Regions from separate parts of the Macaca mulatta genome. Here region 2 is linked to region 1. Evidence: chromatin contacts called from public Hi-C data. All regions are on one chromosome and are shown on one strand. Each heading gives the region's core, a stretch centred on a gene start, on an enhancer-like site or on the middle of the called end of the contact. The rest is flanking DNA. Distances are from core to core; before and after follow the strand shown. Region 1 holds the start of ZNF19 (zinc finger protein 19). Region 2 holds the start of COG4 (component of oligomeric golgi complex 4).

The links. A called contact is a pair of places that touch in the nucleus more often than the background predicts.
Region 2: a contact with region 1 is called in a Hi-C map of fetal cortex germinal zone, with 2.5 times the contacts expected there. The contact joins the promoter of COG4 here to the promoter of ZNF19 in region 1. A contact is called at or near these places in 2 of 14 Hi-C or Micro-C datasets (fetal cortex germinal zone and fetal cortical plate).

What each region holds. Positions count from the first base shown.
Region 1 is chr20:68,395,995-68,400,229 of T2T-MMU8v2.0, forward strand. ZNF19 (zinc finger protein 19) reads left to right here and starts at 1,762. Exons shown (of 4, transcript XM_077984539.1): 1 at 1,762-1,811; 2 at 4,228-4,235.
Region 2 is chr20:69,329,292-69,333,871 of T2T-MMU8v2.0, forward strand. COG4 (component of oligomeric golgi complex 4) reads left to right here and starts at 2,751. Exons shown (of 20, transcript XM_077984632.1): 1 at 2,751-2,932. It overlaps SF3B3 (splicing factor 3b subunit 3), which reads right to left and starts at 2,492. Exons shown (of 26, transcript XR_013411154.1): 1 at 2,380-2,492.

The DNA of each region.
Region 1 (4,235 bases), core at 512-3,011:
TTACGATTACTCTGGACCCACCTGAATAATCCAAGATAATCATTTTTTTTTAAGACAGGGTCTCGCTTTGATGCCCAGGCTGGAGTGAAGTGGCTCAATCAAGGCTCACTGCAGTCTTGACCTCCCAGGCTCAAGTGATCCTCCCAACTCAGCTAGTAGCTGGGACTGCAGGCATGTGCCCACACCTGGTCAATTTTTGTTCCTTTTTGGATTTTTTTTTTTTTTTTTTGGTAGAGACAAGGTTTTGTCATGTTGCCCAGGCTGGTTTGAACTCCCAGGCTCAAGTGATCTGCCCACCTGGGCCTCCCACAGTGCTGGGATTACAGATGTGAGCCACTGTTCCTAGCCCCAAGATAATCTTAAAGTTGGCTGACTAGCAACTTTAATTCCACCTGCACCTCAATTTCCCTTTGTCATGTAACCTAACATACTCACAGGTTCTAGAGATCAGGACATAGACATTTTTGAGGAGAACAAAACGCCATTCTGCTTACCAGAGGGAAAGTGAACAGTGACTGCTGATGGTTATGCGGTATCCTTTGGGGAGATGAAAGTGTCCTGAAATGGATTGTGGTGATGCTTGCACAAGTCTGTGAACATACTGAAACCTACTTCATTTTATACTCTGCATGGATGAATTGTATGGTGTGTGAATTAAATGTTAATAAGGCAGGTGTGTGTGTTCAGTATTTCTAAAACTAAATTCTTTCCCTTTCTTGTCTGAAACCAGCTCCTCTTCTTCAATTCCTGATCTCAGCTAATGGCACCTTCATCTATCAGGTAATCCAAAATTCATGGCCATCACAAATTTCTCTGGCTGCCTTGTATTCAGTCATTTAAAAAAATGTCCACCGTTTTCACTTCCTAAATAGTTACTTAATATATCCCTCTTCAGACCTGGTCTTTCTTTCTTTCTTTTTTTTTTGGAGATGGAGTTTCGCTCTTATCGCCCAGGCTGGAGTGCAATGGCGCAATCTCAGCTCACTGCAACCTCCACCTCCCTGCAACCTCCACCTCCCAGGTTCAAGCAATTCTCCTGGCTCAGCCTCCCAAGTAGCTGGGATTACAAGCGCCCACCATTACGCCCGGCTAATTTTTGTATTTTTAGTAGAGGCGGGATTTCACCACGTTGACCAGGCTGGTCTCAAACTCCTGACCTCAGGTGATCTGCTGGCCTTGGCCTCCCAAAGTGCTGGGACTACAGGCTGAGCCACCGTGCCCGGCCCACTGACCTGGTCTTTCTTAACGTGTCTGGGTCTTTACCTCTAAGGAGGGCAGCTTTTTTGTCCAACTTCCCTTTGGCAATCTGATGACACCTTCAAAACCAATGAAAATACAATTAAACAGTTTTTTAGAATTTGTGATACAGAAATGTAAGTGCATCTTTACCAATGTGATGAAATGAAATGACAAGACTTAAAGGTGGGCCTCTAACAACAAGAATAATTTCAAATTAGTGACGAGAATAGCCATATTCTGAGATCTGCATCAACTGTAATGTGATATGAAAATATCTGTGATTTCTATCGGTGACAGTCACATGTGCGGCCGATACTACTGTAGTTTGTTGCCAACATATAACAGAAGAAAATGCTAAATTTCGGTTAGAGATTAGCGAAAACAATGATATACTTTCTTTCCTATTCAAGGTCTCTGAGGATCCCCGGGGGTGAAACTCCTCCTGGGGGGTAAAAGCACACAACCACTGAGAAGAGCGCTGCGGCATCCTAGAGAGGACGCGTGTGAGGCTGGGTGCAAGGCAAACGTAGTGACGCACTTCCGTTCACGGACCGCTTTCTGTTTTTCCTGAGGTGAGTGTTGGGATTTGTCGCCCAGGAGTCCTTGTTAGGCTCAGGCACTTCACCTGTAGAGAAGGCAGTCGGCTTCGTCCCTGATGCCTCAGTGGAGGGAGACAGGGCGGCCCCTCCAGGTCCCGGCAGCGGAGGCTGCTCGCGGCCCGTCCCGGTCTCCATCTGATGCCTTCGCTCCCCCTCGCCCGCGTCGGCGCCTTGGGAAATGTAGGCTGTGGATATGGGTGGCTGGATTGAAGGGATGCCTGTGTTCTCGACGCCGTCCAAACCCATCTGCTCATTGGGCCACAGCTGCTTGCTGAGCAGCAATGTGCCAGTTGCTGCTCTAGATTCCGGGGATGCAGCGGTGAATGAGGCAGGGCGTGGGCCCCGCCCCCAGGAAGCTTTCCGCCCAATGGGAAAGTCATATATTAATCAAATCTGGTCATTTCACTCCACCTGCCCGTGACTTAGTGCATGTAGATCGAAGACCAAGTTCTTGACTTGCGCAAAGCGTGGCTTTGTCCCTTGTGACTTCTTCAGCAACATCTAGCAGCACACTCTCCCTTGACTGCTACTACAGTCTTCTTGATCCTTGACTTCTAGAACATGATTTTGCGTATGCTGTTATTTTGTAAAGATTTCCTTCATACCTTAGTTAATTTATATTCTTAAGCTTTCCCATCCAGGTTAGTTTCCCCTGGCAGTGATAAGTTGTGAACTTAAAAGTTATTTGAGATAATCTTGATTAATGTGTGTTTCCTTTAGACTAAGCTCTGTGCGGGACGGGGTTGTGCCCCTTCTCTCTACTTCATCTCGTGTGTCACACGTGGCCTTGTATGAAATATGTATGAGATAAATATTTGTTGAATGAAGAAAGCACAAATCAATATATAATTTCAAACTGGGTTAAGTGGCATATAGGAAAAGGAATACGGCATGAGTGGAGCGTTTAACAAGGGCACCTGACCTGGTCTGTAGAGAGATCATGATGCGAAGATGAAGGGTGGCTAGATTACTGGAGAGAATGGCAGGCGGAGAATCTCAGTTACAATGGTTCTGAGGTTGGAGAAGAGTAGTTCATACAGAAGAAACAGCAGGTATGAAGGTCTTGAGTTAGCATAGAGGAAACAAGGCCATTGTAACTAAACTAAGGGAAAAGAGGAGGGTAGTACAAGATGAGGCTCACAGAAAACAGCATCATGCATTGAGTCCCTGTAGGGAAGATAATGGCTTTTTATAGAATATTGCTGTTTAGAATACAAAGTGTCTGTAAGAGATGATATAGTTAAAACAATAACCCAGATGTCTTAGTGTGTTGAGGTGGCCCTTCAGGGTCCTTTGGTAATCAGTTTCTGGTTTTCACAGCCCTTGAATGGGGCAGTGAACAAAAAAGATGCCTGCTCCAGGTCCAAGTAAAGGAAGACTTACTCTGAGATTTTTTTCCTGAATTTTCTTGGCTATTCTTGTCTATTATTTTATATTAACCTTAAAATCATTTTGCCAGCTTCTAAAAGCATTCCTGTTAGGATTACTATTGGACAGAATTTAGTATAGTTATTAAAGACATGACTTGATGGGGTGTGGTGCCTCATGCCTGTAATCCCATCACTTTGGGAGACTGAGGTGGGCGGATCGCTTGAGGCTGGTAGTTTGAGGACTAGCCTGGGCAACATGATGAAACCCCATCTCTACTAAAATTACAAAAATGAGCCAGGTGTGGCAGCACATGCTTGTAATCCCAGCTACTTGGGAGGCTGAGGTAGGAGAATTGCTTGAACCCGGGAAGCAGTGGTTACAGTGAGCTGAGATCGCGCCATTGCACTCTAGCCCAGGTGACAGCAAGACTCTTGTCTCAAAAAACAAACAAAGAAACAAACAAAAACATGACCTTTGAAGCCTGGTAGATCTAGTGTGGGATCTGAGTTCATCCATTCACCAGCTGAGTGATCTTGGTAGAAGAAATTATTCTGTTAGCCTTGTCTTCTCATTTGGGAAAAATTAAAGGTTCAAAAGATTGTTGTGAGGACTAAATAAGAGAATATGTATTTTTCATCCAAAAACATGATACTTGCTGTTTTTAACCTTTTATGTTCTCAGTCAAATTAATTTTAAAAATAGAGGTCTGAGATTCTTCTTGTTAGGTTTTGCTCTGAGTTTATTGGTGTCTTTTGCTTGTTCTGCTCTTCATTTAGCTTGGTGTTGGTGAGGACATGCTCTGGTGTCCTAGGACAAGTTATTTATTCTTTCAAAATCTTTTTCCTCAGAATTAAAAACCTCATGGTATGATGTGGATTAAAAAGTACATATTTATACACCACTTACCCTGTGAGCATTTAGTAAGTGATTGCTGCTTGTTATTGGCAGATTTATTGCTTTAAAGAGAGCATTTTACTGGGCTGAGCTCACTGTTGGTTCTCTCTGTTTCTTCCTTCAGCCTTTGCC
Region 2 (4,580 bases), core at 1,501-4,000, 930 kb after region 1:
CTCACTTGACCTTGGGAGGCCAAGATGGGCGGACTGCCTGAGCTCAGGAGCTCAGGAGCTCAGGAGTTCCAGACCAGCCTGGGCAACACCGGGAAACCCCATCTCTACCAAAAATACAAAAAATTAGCCAGGTGTGGTGGTGCGCATCTGTGGTCTCAGCTACTTGGAAGGCTGAGGTGGGAGGACCACTTGAGCCGAGGAGGTGGAGGTTGCAGTGAGCCAAGATGGCGTCACTGCACTCCAGCCTGGACAACAGAGTAAGACCTCGTCCCAAATTAAAAAAATAAAGCACGGGACCTTGAGAAATCCAGCTTCATTGGTATAGAATTAACATACAGATTTGATTTTATTGTTAAACGAGGACAGAATTAGGAAGAAACGTCCTCATAAATAACTACTATTTCTGGGCTGGGCAAAAGCAGGGTGGCAAGATAAATCCTCCAGGCTAGAAATGGGTCCTAAGAGATATAAAATTTTCTACTTGAGACTAAGGTACATCTTTAATGTTCTAGGACCACAGGAAAAGACAAACAAAAAGGACCGAGGTTGAAAGACCAGGGAGTGGAGAACCAACCAACAAAAAAAGCAAAAGAGAGGAAGCTAGGAGCTGCTTCTGAATCCTTGAACAGCTCCCCCCGTTACTTTTCATATTTTGTAGCTGACGAGAACAGTCTACTTTCCCCTTTCCTTATAACTGATTCAATCCATTACAAACCTTTGGAATTCATTTTTTCCAAACCTAGTTGGATTCAGGTTCTCCAGCAACACTTTAATTCTTGGGTAGTGGAGGAAGGTGCATTTCGGAGGATGAGTCCAGTACTAGAAAAACTATATACCAGGCTGGGCGCGGTGGCTCACGCCTGTAATCCCAGCACTTTGGGAAGCCGAGGCAGATGGGTCACTTGAGATCAGGAGTTCGAGACCAACCTGGCCAAAACGGTGAAAACCCCTCTACTAAAAATGCAAAAACTAGCCGGGCGTGGTGGCACACGACTTTAATCCCAGCTACTGGGGAGGCTGAGAGGCGCGAGAACAGCTAGAACCCGGGAGGCAGAGGCTGCAATAAGCCGAGATCACCCCACTGCACTCCAGCCTGGGCGACAGCGAAACTTCGTCTCAAAAACAAAGCAAACAAACAAAAAATATATACCAGATAAATTTGGTAAGCTTTAAAACTTCCCCACGTCTGGGCTGGGGGCGGTGGCTCACGCCTGTAATCCCAGCACTTTAGGAGGCCTAGGTGGCTGGATCGCCTGAGGTCAGGAGTTCGAGACCAGCCTGGCCACCATGGTGAAACCCCGTCTCTACTAAAAATACAAAAATCGGCTGGGCGCGGTGGCTCACGCTTGTAATCCCAGCACTTTGGGAGGCCGAGGTGGGTGGATCACGAGGTCAGGAGATCAAGACTATCCTGGCTAACACGGTGAAACCCCGTCTCTACTAAAAATACAAAAAAATTAGCCGGGCGCGGTGGCCCCAGCTACTTGGGAGGCTGAGGCAGGAGAATTGCGTGAACCCGGGAAGCAGAGCTTGCAGTGAGCCGAGATCATGCCACTGCACTCCAGCCTGGATGACAAAGACCGACTCCGTCTCAAAAAAAAAAAAAAAAAAAAAAAAATCAGCCGGGCGTGGTGGCACGCGCCTGTAATCCCAGGTAGTCTACTCGGGAGGCTGAGGCAGGAGAATAGCTGGAACCCGGGGGGCAGAGATGCAGTAAGCCGAGATCGCGCCACTGCACTCCAGACCGGGCGACAGAGCAAGACTCCGTCTCAAAAACAAAACAAAACAAAACAAAAAACTTCCCCCACCTCTGTTTACCATTATTACAAAAAGCTTGTATGACTGCTCACTGCATCTTCTCCATCCTCCAAGGAGACATCATCGCATTTAAACTCTATCCTCCATTTCGCAAATGAGAAAAGAGAGGCTCAGGGGAGGAGACAAGTTGCCCAACTACCAAAATACAAATTCAAACTGGAGTCTTGGCTCTGAAGACTGTTTCCGTTATTTACGCTTTTAACATGCTCCATCATTCCATCTTCCCATCGGTGTACCATTTACTCTACCCAGAGGGGGACATCCATGCCTCCCGCTGCTTGTCACATCTCCCCCGTATCAGAGACCCCAGACGTTAAAAGCAATCTCCATGAGCCCTATTTTGAGCTAGGACATGTTCCCACCCTGTGGATGGAAGCGACAGATGATTGCAGGAAGCCGTTTTCGCGCCCCAACCATTCCTCTGCACCTCCTCCTGGTCCCCAACCTCGGACCTCTCGGGCCTAGACTGCCCGTGACCCCCGCCAAAGTCTCGGGCCCCCCTTCCATATCGCCGCTCTCCGCCTCCCCGAGCCCGGGGAAGTCTCCAGGCTGTTTTTTTACCCTGCAGCGAGAAGGATGGTGTGGATATCCGACGGATGCTACCTCCCTTCAAAACTTAAGCCACCACTGACTCCAACATACTGGCGTCCGCCATTAGACCGCAAGACAGGGGCATTCCGGTGGCGCGCGGCGGAAAAAGACACCCAACCCGCGCCTGAAGAATATATATAATTTTTAAAAAATGCTTCCGTCTTGCTTCCACACCGCATTAAAAATTATTTAAACATGCTTTATTGCTTTGCTTTTTCCAGGAGAACAGAAAATTAATAGGTTTTTAGAAGTAGACTTTTTAAAAAAAACACAGGAGTTCATTGGGCACTTCTGTGGGCTGCCCCAAAGAGGCGCCAACGAAGAGGGGGCCTCGAGGGACCGGAAGTGCCTAATGCGGACCAAGATGGCGGACCTTGATTCGCCTCCGAAGTTATCAGGGGTGCAGCCGCCGTCTGAGGGGGTGGGAGGTGGCCGCTGCTCCGAAATCTCCGCTGAGCTCATTCGCTCCTTGACAGAGCTGCAGGAGCTGGAGGCTGTATACGAACGGCTCTGCGGCGAGGAGGTGCGGGGCCGAGCCTCTTGTTTTTCATGGAGGATCTAGGGAGAGTGGGAGCCTTCAGTCGGGGAATCCGGGCTGTGGGAAGCTCTCCTTGCTGGGGGGATACAAAAGAGCGGGAAAACAAAGAAGCGGAAGCGTAGTCGGATATATGAGTAGACCTGTCAACTCTTTTCACGCTGTCGGACGCGCCGAGCTTGTTTTCCCTGATACCTGGGCGATCTGCAGCCTCTCCTGCCTAGACCCCCATTGATTTTCCTGATCCATGATCACCAGTTTCTCCACGGGAGTGAAGTTAGTCCGAGAGTATTTGCCAAAGTGCTTGGTTCTCAAAGTAATAAGCGCCCTTTTGCATTGGTTTAATTTAAAAATTATGAAAAGCGTTTCATCCTGTAATTTAAGAGGGAAGTCTTTGCAGGTAAACTTCTTGAACCGTTTTTAAGAATTCCCCTTGTGGGGAGTGATTTGGGGGTGTGATTTTAGCGTTTCGGTCAAATGCACATCTTTGTAGAGGTTTGAGCTTTTAAGACTCAGGCACAATTCTCTAATCTTGGACAGGTCACCTCATCTCTTGTACCCTTGGCATTTTATCAAATGAGGGTTGTGGACTAGATTCTCCAGTTCCTTTCAGTTCATAACGTTCTATCTCCCGTCTCCTTTAATTTTCAGTGGCAACTCGATGCTGTCAATTCACTTTCAAATGTCAGTTGGGTTCCTTGCCAGTCAAAAGAGATCTAAGCTCTAATCTAAGACCAAACTTTTAGCAAAGTTGAGCACGAAAGGCGCTTTCAGCCTGAGGGAGAGGGGATCGTTGATGTCTTTGAGTATTTTCAAGTGTAAACTTGCACTAACTCTAGCAATTTCTGATACATTTTCAGCAAGATGTGTGTGGTGTTTTTTGTTTTGTTATTTTTAGAAACAAGGCCGCTCTCTGCAGGCTGGAGTGCTGTGGTGCTGCAATCAGAGTGGATGAAACTATAGGCACACACCACCATGCCTGGCTAGTTTAGTGTATGGGTTTTTTTTTTGTCTGGCCTCAGCAAGATGTGTTTTAAAATTTAGTATCTTACCGGGTGCGGTGGCTCACACATGCAATCCCAGCGCTTTGGGAGGCCAGGACGGGAGGATCACCTGAAGTCAGGAGTTCGAGACCAGCATGACCAACATGGTGAAAACCAGTCTCTACTAAAAATACAAAATTAGCTGGGCATGGTGACGCATGCCTGTAATCCCAGCTACTCGGGAGGCTGAGGCAGGAGAATCACTTGAACCTGGGAGGTGGAGGTTGCAGTGAACCAAGATAGTGCCATTACACTCCAGCCTGGGCAACAAGAGCGAAATTCTGTCTCAAAATATATATGTATATACATATTTTTAGTATCTATCTATTTATCTATATATATATTTAGTATCTTGACTTAACATTCCTAAGCTTGCATTCATTCAGTCATTCAATATGTTGGGTGGAAAATTATGGAAATCCTACAGACAAAATAATATAAGTTCTGTATTTGTATTTGATGACTGTCAAGAGGAAGTCTCCCTCTGGAACCTACTGAACGATTTTAATAAAAATGTATCTGGCTAGCTGGGTGCAGTGGCTCACGCCTGTAATCCCAGCACTTTGGGAGGCCGAGGTGGGCGGATCACAAGA